2 separate regions of the Zea mays genome follow, and region 2 is linked to region 1. A link is a contact called in public Hi-C data. All regions are on one chromosome and are shown on one strand. Each heading gives the region's core, a stretch centred on a gene start, on an enhancer-like site or on the middle of the called end of the contact. The rest is flanking DNA. Distances are from core to core; before and after follow the strand shown.

Region 1 (7,729 bases), core at 1,991-4,490:
AAAGCTGGTAACTTTCTCATTACCAATTTCCTCACAACGTACAGTAGCCACCATAACCTGAAGTGAAGCATAAAAAAAAAAGTTAAGGTATATTATGTTGATAGCTTAAATTGGAAAACAATGGATGGTACTCACTTTATGAGCAGGCAAATCAAGATCTTTGTTCTCCTTGATGACTTTCCAAAATTGCTGGGAACTAAATGAGAAACCTGAAGCTGGGACAACACCACGACGATCCCCAGCAAGTCCACCAGGGGCAATTGAATGCTGAAACCTATCTCTTAAATCAGAAACCTACAGAGAGAATTGTTTACAATTAAAAATAATCCCAGCAAAATCTGCAAGGAGCATACTTTTCACAATTTACATTTCATATACACCAACCTGCTGTTTGAATAACTCTTCTTTTTCTTCATAACTCGACAGTGCGACAACTTGAACCTGGATGTGAAAATTAAATGAACTTTTAGCGAACTTCAGTATAAAACATGTGTCGAAGAAAGGTTAAGTCATGATTTTTACATCGAAAAATTCACTAATTGGAGTTTCTTTATGGGCATGGGGTTTCGGAACAGCATCCCATATCTGCAGCAAAAATGTATACAGCTTATTATAGGCCACAAAAACACAAATGTCTCAAAAGAAAACAGGGTATCAACAAAACACATACCTTCTGAATGTCTTCCCTTAGAATTGGCTCAAGATTTTCTAGGGGTGTCTGCAAGAAACCAAAAGGAGCCAATAGTTAGTATACAAGAAATCAAATGTGAAAAGGAAAGTAGATTGTTCACATGTAACAAGCAAGCCCTTACCCTTGATTTGTCACGTATAACAAACAACAATGTTGTTTTGCGAGGACTGAACAACCTCATCATGACCTACACATATGAAGAAAGAAAATCCCAAGGTAAATACCTCAAATGCTAATTCACATCCAGAATAGACAAAATATGGTCAAAAAAGTTGCATCAAAATAAAACTCATAAACAACTTGCCTGGAAAACAGTCTTCAAAAGAGGCTTGTTTGCAGCCTGTTCTCTGCCAATGTCATGACACCACCTATACAGGAAAACAAAAGAATTTTGAGTTGCACAAGGGGATAATAGGTCCAAGATTCCAAGTCCAACAACGATCGCTTCACTAAACAAACTTACATATTAATCAACACAATGTCCGAAACGGCCAAAGCAAACAATGCACTTTGCTTCTCAAATGCTGTATCATCCTGAAATATCATGCGTATGAATTATCAATTATGCATCAACAATTCAGTATAATGTGGAGTATTAGCTCCATAACACAAAATGTAATTTTGGGAAGGATCAGTTTCAGCAAAATTCAACTTATTACAAGATGAGATGAGGCTTACTCAACAATATGAGGCTCCACTATAATAAATTAATAATAAATTAATAATTTTAAATTAATAGAGAGTAATTAAGAGGCTCCACTATACAATATGCCACAGCAAAGTTCAGGATGCAGAAGATACTTGGGATATCAAAGAAACTTTGTTTCAGATTTATAATATAAGGAAAAAAACTTATAGGAACAAGTACAATTAAGCATATGGTCTCTCTGACACCAGTAGCACCACATCAAAACCAAACCACATCAAAATTGGAGGTATGCTAGTTTTATTACCTCTCCCCTCTCTCTTCCATCAGTTCCTTCCAAATCCATTACAAGGGTGCACGGTTCAATATTCTGGGCCTTCGCTAGCCATATACCTTTGGTAGTCTGTGACCTGATGGTATCAAAAAAAATACTAAATAAGGTAAAGAAGAACAGGCTGCACCAGAGCCAAGAAGGCTTGTAATGAGAAATGGAAGATAAATCAGAAGGGACTAGAAACATGCCTTCCTCTGAAGGCATCCATCTCCCTAAAATTGGTGCCAAAAAGATGATTCAAAAGTGTACTTTTCCCTACAAGAAAATGAGAGAAACCATGGTGTAATCAGACAAAGGAAGCATGCAGTGAACAGAATCAAAACAACGGAAAAGAGAGACACCATACCACTACTTTGCGGGCCCATTATTGATACAACAGCATAGGACAGCCCGCATTCACCCAATCTGACATCCTTCATGAAGTTCTCCAATCCGGAGACGTTGAAGATCCCATCTCCATCAATTAGCTGTGTTGAGAAACACGCATCACCCATTTATGCTCTGCAGAATTCAAAAATGAATAAACCACCACATCCAAAATCAGAAGGAAAAAACGAATTAAAAGCAATATGATTGCAGCATTCGCCTGCTTCCAGCATTTCCCCCCAAAATAAAATTGAAAATAGTTGATTAGCGTAAGTCCTTAGTGAATAATATCAGCACAAGAAGAAATATATTGGACTTTTAAGGAGAAGGCTATCAGACTGTACTGGTGAATAATCAGGTACTTTTCATACTGCACGATCAAATAATTATTGGCAGATTTTTGTGTACACCATACAAAAACCAACTCGATGGACCTTTGTTTTGTGGCCCATGCCTCAGAATTCCGGTAGAGATCAGCAGTATTAAATTGGGTAGAAACTGCATAACAGCAATGTTACTGTACAAAGGGTGCAAATTGATGGATATCTGCGCTAACTACGCTTCTCCTTAGGTCATCTACGGCTGAATACTGCAATTATTACTAAAGATCGCACAGGGTACAGTATCAGCGTCGGGTTACCACGAGAGCGTGGAGCTCAGCTGAACCCCTCGAGAATCTGGTCATGGGGAAAGTAAATACTTGTTCTACAAAGCGCACAAGCAAATCTGCCACAAGCCGAGGGATCCATCGTCCATCCCAGGAAGGGAGATTTGGATTTGAGGGTTCACAGCGAGAAGTTTCTGCAGACCAAAACAAGCAAGAAAACTAGGGCGTCCTAACCAACACAACCAGAGAAAGTTTGGGACGGATCTCCACCCCTGCGCCGGCGGCGTCCAGGGAGGCCTGCAGCACAGGTAGATAGGCACCAGGCGCGGACGGGAGGAAGGCAAGAAAATTCAATCTGATCGGGGAAAGAGGGGAGAAGGGACACGGACCGTGTGAAGATGGTGCCGGGGCTCGCGCGTCGGCCGGTGTGGGGGTCGGCGTCGGCGATGGCGGAGGCGGGGGAAGGGGGAAGGGAGAGGAAAGGGGGAGAGACCGGGGAGGTGCACGAAGGCGTGTGCGCTTTTATTGGAAGGTGGGTGATTGTAATTTTCGAAAAGCAGAAGAGCATGGGGTATGGGTAACAAGTAAGGCCGTAAGGGCTTGAGTGTGCAACCCAACAAGGCTTAAAATGACGCAAACTAATGTCCTAAAAATTAAAATACTATATTATTTAGTGCCTAAATCATGTATTTTAGTAATTAAATTACATTATGAGAAAAGAAAGTGTTAAAAATTAGAAAATAAGAATAGGGCACTAGTCTAAGGTGTAGTATATTTGGGTCACTTGATGTTGTGACTTATATTTATTTGATAAAATTTTGTAAGATATACATTGTTGGAGCTGTGTTTTTATGTGTTGAGCCCTATATTTTAAGATAAGACACTGATTTAAGACATTGTTGGAGATGCTCTAAGGTGGTGTTTAATACCATATCGGATGTTTAGATATTAGTTAGAATCATTAGATAGAGTCAAATTATAAAACTAATTATAAAGATGAGGAGTAAACAATAAGATAAATCTATTAAGCTAAATTAGTTCATGATTCGTCCACGTGATGCTACAGTAAACATTTGATAGCCATATACCATTTAGATTTAATAAATTCGTCTAGACATTTATCTTCATATATGTAATTAGTCTTATAATTTGAATATATTTAATACGCATAATTGACATTCAAATGTCCAATGTGATACAAACCAAACGTAAACTTTAGTAAGAGAAACCAAACACCCCTAAAAGCTCCTTTGGAACAAAGAAAATATCAAGATTTTTAAGGGTTTCTCTACAGGAACATTTTCTATATAAGCCTTAAAATTCCTTTGAATTTCTTTCCTCCATACAAGTTTTGGAGAGAGAAAACAAGAGGACCAACCTCTTGGAAACTTCTGTATGGCTCATGTCTCTCAATTCAAATTCCTGCGTAACATCCAAAGGTTAGGTGAGAAATATTCTTGAATTCTTCCTTCTTATAGGATTGTATTTCATAGCTAACCCTAATCTTGTGTTTTCATATTTCTGTGTTCCCAAGGGGCCTAAACATGTAACTAGGGATGACGGCAAGTAAGATACCCAGGAGGGTGAGAGCACCTAGAGGGGGGTGAATAGGTGATCCTATAAAACTTGAATTTTAACTCACAAAACTTGATTAGGAGTTAGCACAAATAATACCAAGTGGCTAGAGAGGAGTCTCAACAAAACACAATAACCACAAGAGATCAATCACAGAGATGGCACAGTGGTTTATCCCATGGTTCGGCTAAGACCAACGATTGCCTACTCCACGTTGTGGCGTCCCAACGGACGAGGGTTGCAATCAACCCCTCTCAAGCGATCCAAAGATCCACTTGAATACCACGGTGTTTTGCTTGCTTTACTATATCCCGTTTGCGAGGAATCTCCACACTTTGGAGTCTCTCGCCCTTACACTTGAAGTTCACAAAGAAGCACGGAGTAAGGGAGGGATGAGCAACACACTCAAGACACAAAGATCACAGCAACACCACGCACACAAATCGCAACAAGAGCTCACAACACAACTCAATGAGTTCACAACTCAACTAGAGCTCTAATTGCTATCGCAAAGAATCAAAGGCGCGGAATCGATGTCTTAGTGCTTAGGAATGCTTAGAGGATGCTTGGTGTACTCCTCCATGCGCCTAGGGGTCCCTTTTATAGCCCCAAGGCAGCTAGGAGCCGTTGAGAGCATTCCAGGAAGGCAAATCTTGCCTTCTGTCGCCTGGCGCACCGGACAGTCCGGTGCGGATTTCTTTCCTTTCCTGGCGAAGCCGACCGTTGGCGCCTGAGAGCCGTTGGCGCACCGGACACTGTCCGGTGCACACCGGACAGTCCGGTGCCCCCTCCCGACCGTTGGCTCGGCCACGTGTCTCGCGCAGATCGCGCAGCCGACCGTTGGCCCGGCCGACCGTTGGCTCACCGGACAGTCCGGTGCACACCGGACAGTCCGGTGAATTATAGCCGTACGCCGCCAATTTATTCCCGAGAGCGCCAAGTTCGCCTGAGCCAGCCTGGCACACCGGACACTGTCCGGTGCACCACCGGACAGTCCGGTGCACCCAGACAGTGCTGGCTATGGCTGAAACAAGGCAATCTCTTTCCATTTTGTTTTCTCCTGTTTCCAGCACTTAGACACAATACATTAGTCCATAAAACAATGTACTAAGTCTAGAAACACACCTTTTGACATGATTTGCACTTTGTCCACCACTTTGCATAGATTAACACAAAAGCACTTGTGTTGGCACTCAATCACCAAAATACTTAGAAATGGCCCAAGGGCACATTTCCCTTTCAATCTCCCCCTTTTTGGTGATTTATGCCAACACAACATAAAGCAACTAGAACAAGTGCAATATTAATGCAAATGAAAACTCAAATTTGTTTTGATTCATATTTGGCATATATGGATCACTCTTTGCCACCACTTGGTTTGTTTTTGCAAATCAAACTCACATTTCTATCTCTAAGTCAAACACACTTGTTAAGACATAAAGAGAATCGTTCCAAGAGAAATTGATTCAAGATTTCAAAAACTCCCCATTTTCCCATAATCAACACTTCTCCCCACAAGAAGCCAACTTTTGACAAAAAGAGCCAATAAGAGTATTTTGACAAAACAAAATCTCTATTCTATTATTTTCAAAATTCTCAAGTGGTAGCTGATCCATTTATTGCTTTGGCCTTTATTTTCTCCCCCTTTGGCATCAAGCACCAAAACGGGATCAATCTTGGCCCTAGAACCCCATTGCCTCACCAAAATCTTCAATAAGAATATAAAGGCACTAAGAGTACATGAGATGAACTTGGAATAAGTTACCCTCTCATCGGAGTGCAGTGGAAGTCTTTCATGGTCCAAGTCCACCTTTTCCCTTTCAAACCTCCTTTGAGACTAAAACAAATAAACTCAAGCACACGGTTAGTCTCAAAGGGTCAAGTTGTAACACATCTCCCCCTAAATATGTGCATTCCTTTGCAACGGACTTGTGAGGTCCGGGGAATGTTTGTACAACTTGAGCACCACAAGTAAGCAACAAAATGCATAAGAAACATGATCAAAGGCATAAACACATGTATGCTATAAATCAATCCAAGTTCCGCGAATCTAAGACATTTAGCTCACTACGCAACTTGCAAAAGGTCTGCTCATCTAAAGGTTTGGTAAAGATATCGGCTAGCTGGTTCTCGGAGCTAACATGAAACACTTCGATATCTCCCTTTTGCTGGTGGTCTCTCAAAAAGTGATGTCGGATGTCTATGTGCTTTGTGCGGCTGTGTTCAACAGGATTATCCGCCATGCGGATAGCACTCTCATTATCACATAGGAGTGGGACTTTGCTCAGATTGTAGCCAAAGTCCCTAAGGGTTTGCCTCATCCAAAGTAGTTGCGCGCAACACTGTCCTGCGGCAACATACTCGGCCTCAGCGGTGGATAGGGCAACGGAGGTTTGTTTCTTAGAACTCCATGACACCAGGGACCTTCCTAAGAATTGGCACGTCCCCGATGTACTCTTCCTATCGACCTTACATCCAGCATAGTCGGAATCTGAATATCCAATCAAGTCAAAGGTAGACCCCTTTGGATACCAGATCCCGAAACAAGGCGTAGCGACTAAATATCTAAGAATTCGCTTCACAGCCACTAAGTGGCACTCCCTTGGATCAGATTGAAATCTAGCACACATGCATACACTAAGCATAATATCCGGTCTACTAACACACAAATAAAGTAAAGACCCTATCATAGGCCGGTATGCTTTTTGATCAACGGACTTACCTCCTTTGTTGAGGTCGGTGTGTCCGTCGGTTCCCATCGGTGTCTTTGTGGGCTTGGCGTCCTTCATCCCAAACCGCTTGATCAAATCTTGTGTGTACTTGGTTTGAGAGATGAAGGTTCCATCCTTGAGTTGCCTCACTTGAAACCCAAGGAAGTAGCTTAACTCGCCCATCATCGACATCTCGAATTTCTGAGTCATCACCCTGCTGAACTCTTCACAAGACTTTTGATTAGTAGAACCAAATATTATGTCATCGACATAAATTTGGCACACAAAAAGATCACCATCACAAGTCTTAGTAAAAAGAGTTGGATCGGCTTTCCCAACCTTGAAAGCATTAGCAATTAAAAAGTCTCTAAGGCATTCATACCATGCTCTTGGGGCTTGCTTAAGTCCATAGAGCGCCTTAGAGAGCTTACACACGTGGTCGGGGTGCCGTTCATTCTCGAAGCCAGGGGGTTGCTCCACGTACACCTCCTCCTTGATTGGCCCGTTGAGGAAAGCGCTCTTCACATCCATTTGGAACAACCTGAAAGAATGGTGAGCGGCATATGCTAGCAAAATGCGAATGGACTCTAGCCTAGCCACAGGAGCAAAAGTCTCCTCAAAGTCCAAACCTGCGACTTGGGCATAACCTTTTGCCACAAGTCGTGCCTTGTTCCTTGTCACCACCCCGTGCTCGTCTTGTTTGTTGCGGAACACCCACTTGGTTCCCACAACATTTTGCTTAGGACGAGGCACCAGTGTCCAAACTTCATTTCTTTTGAAGTTGTTGAGCTCCTCCTGC
Region 2 (7,729 bases), core at 3,490-5,989, 260 kb after region 1:
AATCAAGTTCTTGTTAAGAATGTTGTTATAGAAACATGTTTGGATGAGATTGTAATGGAGAATGAGCAATTAAAGCAAGATGTGGCTCACCTTGGCAAGGCCTTGTATGACAAGAAAGGCAAAGTCAAACAAATCCAACCTCCTCAGGATAACAACACTGTGGGAGTGAACAAGCCTATGGAGGGAGAAATTGTGATTTGTAGGCTATGCCACAAGGAAGGCCACAAGTCTTACCAATGCAAGGGAAAGATCGGGGATAACCAAAAGCAAAATCTTAAGCAAAAGCCAACAAGCTAAATTTGAAACACCTACATCAACAAGGTGGACAAAAAGGATGCTACACCATATTTGACCAAAAAGAAAAAGAATGGAAAGGTGATAGCAATCAAGGCCAACAAACATGCTAACAAAAGAAAAGGGGCCAAACACATCTTGGTGCCAAAGGAGATTATGTCAATCATGAAAAGCACAAAGAAGGTTTGGATCCCGAGAGGGAAGTGAGAAGTCCGAAGGACTTTAGGGAATTTGGAGACTTGGCATATTAGGATGTATATCATGGGATGTATCATATTGGATCAAGTCTATTGCCAAGTGGTTTAGTGAATACTTTGGACCCATATTCCCCACCCATGACAAAGGTAACTATATTTATTGTATTTCCTATTTTTAGATATGTGTATCTATTCTCATGTATTTAGTTTTACCTTACATACCTAGTTTTACATGTGATATTTACTTTTGATATTAACTGCATGCATACTAGGTCAATCATATGGTAGAAATGCTCGCTTTCAATTCATATTCTTGAGCAAGCCTACATGGTTTAAAATGTTTAGTTAAGCTCGACACATAACTTATTCAACATTCATAAGTAAATGACATTAATTCTTCAAAGTTTATATCCTACTAGTGGTATTCTCCAAATGGTGTCATTTTGACTTATATGTGCCAATGCTCGGATTATAAATAATTTGCCCCTTTTGATGTCAAAACCAAAGTGCATGTCTCCTACAAGTATTCAAAACCTTTATGCACACTTTCAGGGGGAGGTTACTCTATAATCCAAGTCTTTGAGACTAATACCTGTTTTCAAGTCTATTATGTGTAGTAGTCTCATTGAAGGAAAATGGAGCCCTGGAGAAAGACAATAAACTTCCACTGTAAATGTACAAGAATTTTCATTTGGTTCTACAAGTGCTTCCATCCAACGATTGGTGTCATTTACATATCTTCTCCAGACTTTGATTAGACTAAATTTCATATTATATGCTTCCCATGTTGCTATAAATGCATATGTTGTCAAAATATATCAGTTACCTATGCATAGGGGGAGTTAGTCTAATCAAACCATAACTTGCATCTCTCTTTCTCATATGCTTTTCCTAAGTAGAGGATCTCCGTCAGGGGGAGTATTTCTTCGTCTATGACCAGGGGAGAATATTCTTTCAAAGGGGAGAATACTCTTTTAGGGGGAGCAGTCTTTTAGAACTTCAATTGGTAAAATCTTTTAGAGGGCAAGTCTTTTTGCTTCCTATATGCTTTTAATGTCTTCATTTTCGGTGGTTGATGCCAAAGGGGGAGAAGTTTTAGGGTCCAAAGCAACAAAAAATATATCAAACACTAAATACCAAATTAAAATTTTATCTTACAAGTGGTTTTGGTTCATCAAGTATCTTTGGTCTAAAATAGGAAGCATGTGAATTATGGAGTTAGGGAGAGGCTTAACTCCATAATCTCACCTTATGGAGACTTTCATGCATCCTAGCAAGTAGATTGCATATTTTCATTGAAATGTTGTTATATTTGCTTGCTTTGGTTGTGTTGTCATCAATCACCAAAAATGGGGAGACTGTAAGGAAAATGAACCCCAAGCCATTTGGCTAGAGGGATTTTGGTGTTTGATGATCAACATAACCTGTGAACTAATATGTTTGCCACTGTTTGTATTTATAGTTCACAGGATGCGAAGAGGATTGGACTAAGGCACTGAGGATGCAACACCTCAAAAGAAGACATAAAAGAAGCATAGAAGTCCAAGACTCAAGAACAAAAGAAGCCCAAGGAAACAACGAAGAAATCCATGAAGTGGGCAGTCAGCCAGCGCACTGGTGGCACACCTGACAGTGAACAGTAACCTGTCTAGTGTGCACCGGACTGTCCGGTGGGACACCGGGCAGTCTGCGCAGAGAGTCCCACAACGGGCGCTCTCAGGTTGTAGCACCGGTCTATCCAGTGTGCACCAGACAGTCTGGGTAGCGGTCGGATCCAACGGTCGAATGCTACAGACCCCAACAGTTGGCTGACGTGGCAGGGCACCAGACAGTGAACAGTGCATGTCCGGTGTGCACCGGACTGTCCGGTGCGTCCGTCGTCAGAAAGTTGCTGCTTCTGTCCAACGGTTATAATTAGGGGGAGGCTATAAATACCCCCAACCGACCATTTCAAGGTGTGGGAGCCCAAGAAACATACCAAGGCATATTGTAGACATTTCTAAGTGCTCAAACACCCAAGTGCTTAATAGAATCACTCGGTGATTAGCATAGGTGCTTTGCGAAGTGCTTAGGTTAGTTAGACCGCTTATGTGCTTGCTCTAGATGAATCCAAGTTAGTTGAGTAAGTTTAGAAAAACCACACAACCCATCGGCTCTTGCGCGAGCCGTTCTAATTGTATCGAGTGGGGCAAGAGTCTTGCAAGACCATGACAACCGTGTTTGTGTCACGACTCACGACCGCCACCGTGTATCCGAGGGAACAAGGCCCATGACGTTTTGGCCGGAAGCTCGATAGTGGAGACGACGGGGAGCGTTCGAGAGGAGCCGGAAGCGGAGCACCACTTGCGTGTGGAGAAGGCCCACGGGTCTCTACGGAGTTACTCGACCGAGGTGCTTGGACCTCGCGTGGGCTTCCCTTTGTATAGGGGCACCAACGATGATTAGTCGGGACCTTGCGTGGTTCCAGATACCTCGGTAAAAATACCGGCGTCATCCACGAGAGTTTGCATCTCTACCTTACTCTTTACCTTTCACATTTACATTAAGTATTTAAGTTTCAATCTTGTCTTTTGTTTAGATTATTTGGATTGAAACTTAGCCTTTGAGGTAGAGATAGCAACACTACAAAACCTAGTTTGCACATTCTAGATTATTTATTTACATAGGTTTTGCTCTAGAGATTTATTTGTGGCCTAGTTTAGAGAAAGTTTTAGAAGTCCTAATTCACCCTCTCTTAGGCGTCACCGTTTCCTACAACGGAGCCTGCCTATGTCCGTGATGGGGATTACAATTAGCGTCTCCTTGACCGTGGAGCTCGAGACTTCACCGAGGCGCGGTAGTAGCTCTTGCCACCTTGCAGCTACACATCTGTGGTAACTTTGAGAATGCCATCGGTCCATTTGAGAGTTCATCTAATGTGGTTCAGGGCCCATTACTGGGTGATTTCGACGTTGCTGCGAACGTCACACCGACTCATATAGTTGTCGATTCCGTTCGACTGGAACCAATGGATCGCTGCCTCTATTCGTGATAAACCATGAGTCAGATTCTCCTAGGACTCAAACATGAGCTGGTGACACCCTCAATGTTTCATATGTTAGGGTCTTGGCCGCTAGTGTGCCCATCTTGGGCTGCCCCTTACCCAATTTTCGCCGGAGCGACCGCGAGCCCTTCGTGGCTCGGTCTTCGAACTCCAGAATTCATGGTTGTCTTGTTGTGAGTTTTTTTCACTCTTTGGACCCTGCTAAAGGAATTTGAACGAGTTTGGGTCCTTACCGGAAAGCGATCCCTTGACGTCCGTGAACGTGTTCGGGTCCTTGCCGGAAAGCGATCCCTTGGCATTCGTCTAGTAATTTAGGTCAGGGCGTTCTCGAAGGGTGGCTCGGTCGGTTCTGGCTCCCTTTGAATTTCTCGAGACCCTGCATTAGCCGGGCAGACAACAAAGAGGTATTAGCGTGTCTGTGTTTGCTCAGAAGGGTATAAATGTCACACCGACTGGAAGGACAAAAAATTGTTAGCAAGAGAGGCTAGTTCTTAGGTACTGCTCCCCTCCCCCTCTCGCTCCTGAGCCCTTAAGGCATCCAGCCTAGGGTCAGGAGTAGGTTGGTTTAGGAGCGTCGAAGTCTTGATATGGATAGAATTGACGCAGTTGCTCGATGTTCCATGTGTTGGGAAGCGTCCTCCCCTTCTTGTCCTTCAGCTTGTAGATGTCTGATCGAAGTACCTCTCCAACTATGAATGACCCCTTCCATGGTAGAGACGGTTTGTATCGGTCTTTGTTAGTCTGGACTTGCCAGAGTACCAAGTCTTCTACTTGCAAAATCCTTTTTCGAACGCGACAGCCGTGGTACCTTCACAGTGCTTGCTGGTACCTTGCCGACCGCAAGAGTGCTACATTGTAGACTTCATCGAATTGGTCCCGCGTGTCTTCTAAGTTTTGCGTAGAGGCTCACCCTTGGGGTGCTGTATTTGAGGTCAGTGGAAGCATTAGTTTAAAAATATAGGAAAACCGTAGGATTTTAAAAAAGATGTTGACATAAAGGATGTCTCAGTTTACTGTGAAAATGACTTTGTTCAAAAAAAAAGTTTACTGTGAAAATGCCTTTGGTGGAGGACCCTCGGCCCCCTATACTGAAAAAAAATCTGTGAAAATGCGTGTCACTTCTTCGGGCCGTCTCGGACAGTCGGACACGCATGGCTGCTTGCAAATCGCACCTCCTGGGGGAGTACTGGTTAAACGGGTCCAAATCTCGGACCCGCAAACGGACCTCACCCACCCGTTCCTCCATCTCCGCCCCTTGCCGGCGATGGCACCGGCGCCGGCAGCGGCCTCGGCGGGGCGGAAGTCTCATGTCACCGTTCTCCTCCTCTACGTAGTGTGCGGCTTGATCCTGCTGCTTCTCCTCGCCTCCTACTCGCCCCGCCTCCAGCCCCACGCCCACGGCCGCAGCCTCCACCGCCGCCTCAAGCTCCACCCAAAGAGCTCCTTACCATCCGACGCTTCCTCCGGTGGGAACGGGGGGCAACAGAAGACGCAGCACCAAAACCACCATGCGGCCTCCTTCGACCCGACCATCGCCGAGCTGGAGCGTCGGCTGGACGACAAGGAGTGGGAGCGCGAGCACTACAGCCTCCTCCACGGCGGCGAGCCGGATGACCATATGAAGGAGTGGGAGGAGTTCCTCAAGGAGGAGGAGGACTTCATCAACGACGACGACCGATTCAACATCGCCGACCGTATCCGCGCGCTCTTCCCCAAGATCGACGTCGCCCCGCAGGACGGATTCGTCTCCCTCGACGAGCTCACCGCCTGGAACCTCCAGCAGGCCAGGGCTGACCAGCACCACCGCTCCGCCAGGGAGATGGAGCTCTACAACAAGAACGGCGATGAGATAGTCTCATTCGAAGCCTTCAATGCTCTGCGCCAAGAATCCCATGGTAACATTGCCAAAATACTCTACTTTTGTTTCTGCGTGAACAGGGCCGTGCCTGAGATTTTAGGAGCCCTGGACAAAAGCTTATATAGAGGCCCTTTTGACCTCTATATATGTACCCTTTTGACATCTATATATGTAAACACACTTTGATGGACCACACATTAAACGCAATTAGCTACTCCTGCCTATGGTATACGTGTACACGTACGTGCAAAGGTCGATCGTCGATAGCGTGTCCCGGCGTTTGCAGTCCTATCTAGATTGTCCAGTCCTTTGTCGACGTGGTGGTGGCACTGGCGACAAGAATTAGGTTTTCTAGATGTATTATATTCTGAGTCCTGATTTGGGAACTGGTTTACGTGAGCAGGCCAGTAACCATTTCCGGCTTACGTTACGTGAGCAAGATGGTAGAGGCTGGGTTGCCCGTTTACGTGAGGAGGATAGTAGGTCATAGTAGGGATGACAATGGGTACCCAAAACTCGAATACTCGACGGATTTTACCTAATTATAAGGAGTGAGGAGGATAGCAGGTCATAGTAGGGATGACAATGGGTAGGGGTGGTAATGGATCATGACCCTAATACTTGCTTCACAAATCAACAAAGCCCTTAATTTTGTTAGTTCAAAATTGTATTGTTTTATAATCCGACCCTAACTTGACTCGATCCTTAAATTTGCTAGGCTAAACTAAATGGCCCGTTACCACCCCTAACAATGGGTACCCAAAACTCGAATACTCGACGGATTTTACCTAATTATAAGGAGAGTATGGGATGATTTCTTTACCCATGGGTATGTTAATGAGTATTGAGTACTACCCATACACGTTAGTAAAATTATCTGTGTGGATATGGGTATGGGTAAAACTCTATACCCGTGTATATATATGGATAATCCAACGGGTAGAATTGTTTTATAGGTACAAGTATGGAATGCTACTACCCAATGGATATATACCCGTTGCCATCCATAGGTCGTAGCATTAGACGGTTGGGCTAACCAAGCTAACACCATTTGAGTTTATTAAATAACTAAGTACTATACTTAAGTATATATTTGAGGGCCCCTAACATTTTGGGGGCGCTGGGCGGCCGCCCACCTCGACCCCCCTCAGGTCCGGCTCTGTGCGTGAAGCAATAAGTGTAGCAATGTTGTCTCCGCGTGAAGCAATGAGTGTAGAAATGCAAGGAAAGGGTTCCTGCTATCACTGTATTTTCCTACGTTGGTTTGCTGATCGCTCGGTTCATGTTCTGCAGGAGAGGGCAATATGCTTGGGTTCGAATGGTGGAAGGAGGATCATTTCAATGCGTCAGATGCAAACGCTGATGGTTTCCTTGATAAAACTGAGTTCAATGAGTAAGCATTCGTTTCAGTAGTACCAAACGTCAACTTTCTTAGTAATATGGTTCTTCATTATTTCCTGACATCTGCCTTTTTATTTTCCTTACAGTTTCCTTAATCCAAGTGATTCGGATAATCCCAAAATCATCAATTTGCTCTGCAAACAAGAAATAAGGTGCATGCTTTGTCAGCTTTACATCTATTTTCTATCCTACTTTACATTAATTTTAGCAGCATATGTGTCATGGATTTGGAGTGGTTTAATCTTGGGTTTAGCCTTAAAAGGGTACATAAACTTTATACAAATCAATTATTGGCTTCAGAGTCCTGAATCCTGAATCCTCGAGCCATCAAAATATATGTTTGTGAAATTTGTTTCAGGCTTAACATTTTCATGCTGTAGCAGGCAACAGGGTTTAACCACTAGTGATTAGTGAAACGACTTTTTAGTTATATGCCAGGGCAATACTTAATAATTCCATTGCTCACGAGAGACAAGCAGTAATATGCATCCTAATAATCTGAATTCTAGATAGGTTCCACCTAACATTAGCCCAAGTCAAGGACCAAAAATCATGATCATACACTAAGATGACTTACATGTACTTAGGAGTGGTAATGGATCACGATCCAAATGCCTCTTCACAAAAGTTAAGGCCCTTAAATAATATTAGTTAAAAAATGAATAAGAATAGAGCCCGACCCTAATCCGATTCGATCCTTAAAATTTGCAGTGTAAAGTTTATAGCCCATTACCACCCCTACATGTACTAAAGATGGCATAACCCTTCAAAACTAAGGTGTTGGTTCACTGATGAGTGGGCCATGAGGTCATAGAGACATCGCTGAAACTGTCTATCTTTGATTATGTTTTATGAAATCTGGGGAGCATTTGTTCTTACCATTGCAATCTTTCTTATCCTGTCGTTTTGACTATGTCACATGCAGTCTAATTAGTA

Evidence for each region. Hi-C and Micro-C count contacts between places; a contact is called where the count stands out from the background.
Region 2: a contact with region 1 is called in a Hi-C map of tassel, with 2.9 times the contacts expected there. The contact joins the promoter of LOC100273329 here to the promoter of LOC103637341 in region 1. A contact is called at or near these places in 2 of 25 Hi-C or Micro-C datasets (leaf mesophyll and tassel).

What each region holds. Positions count from the first base shown.
Region 1 is chr8:142,731,263-142,738,991 of Zm-B73-REFERENCE-NAM-5.0, forward strand. LOC103637341 (protein ROOT HAIR DEFECTIVE 3) reads right to left here and starts at 3,241. Exons shown (of 23, transcript XM_008659560.3): 1 at 3,034-3,241; 2 at 2,018-2,172; 3 at 1,860-1,926; 4 at 1,645-1,747; 5 at 1,155-1,225; 6 at 996-1,059; 7 at 813-878; 8 at 671-718; 9 at 523-585; 10 at 385-441; 11 at 136-294; 12 at 1-57. The coding sequence starts at 2,165.
Region 2 is chr8:142,991,502-142,999,230 of Zm-B73-REFERENCE-NAM-5.0, forward strand. LOC100273329 reads left to right here and starts at 4,740. Exons shown (of 6, transcript NM_001147770.2): 1 at 4,740-5,429; 2 at 6,686-6,785; 3 at 6,880-6,945. The coding sequence starts at 4,799.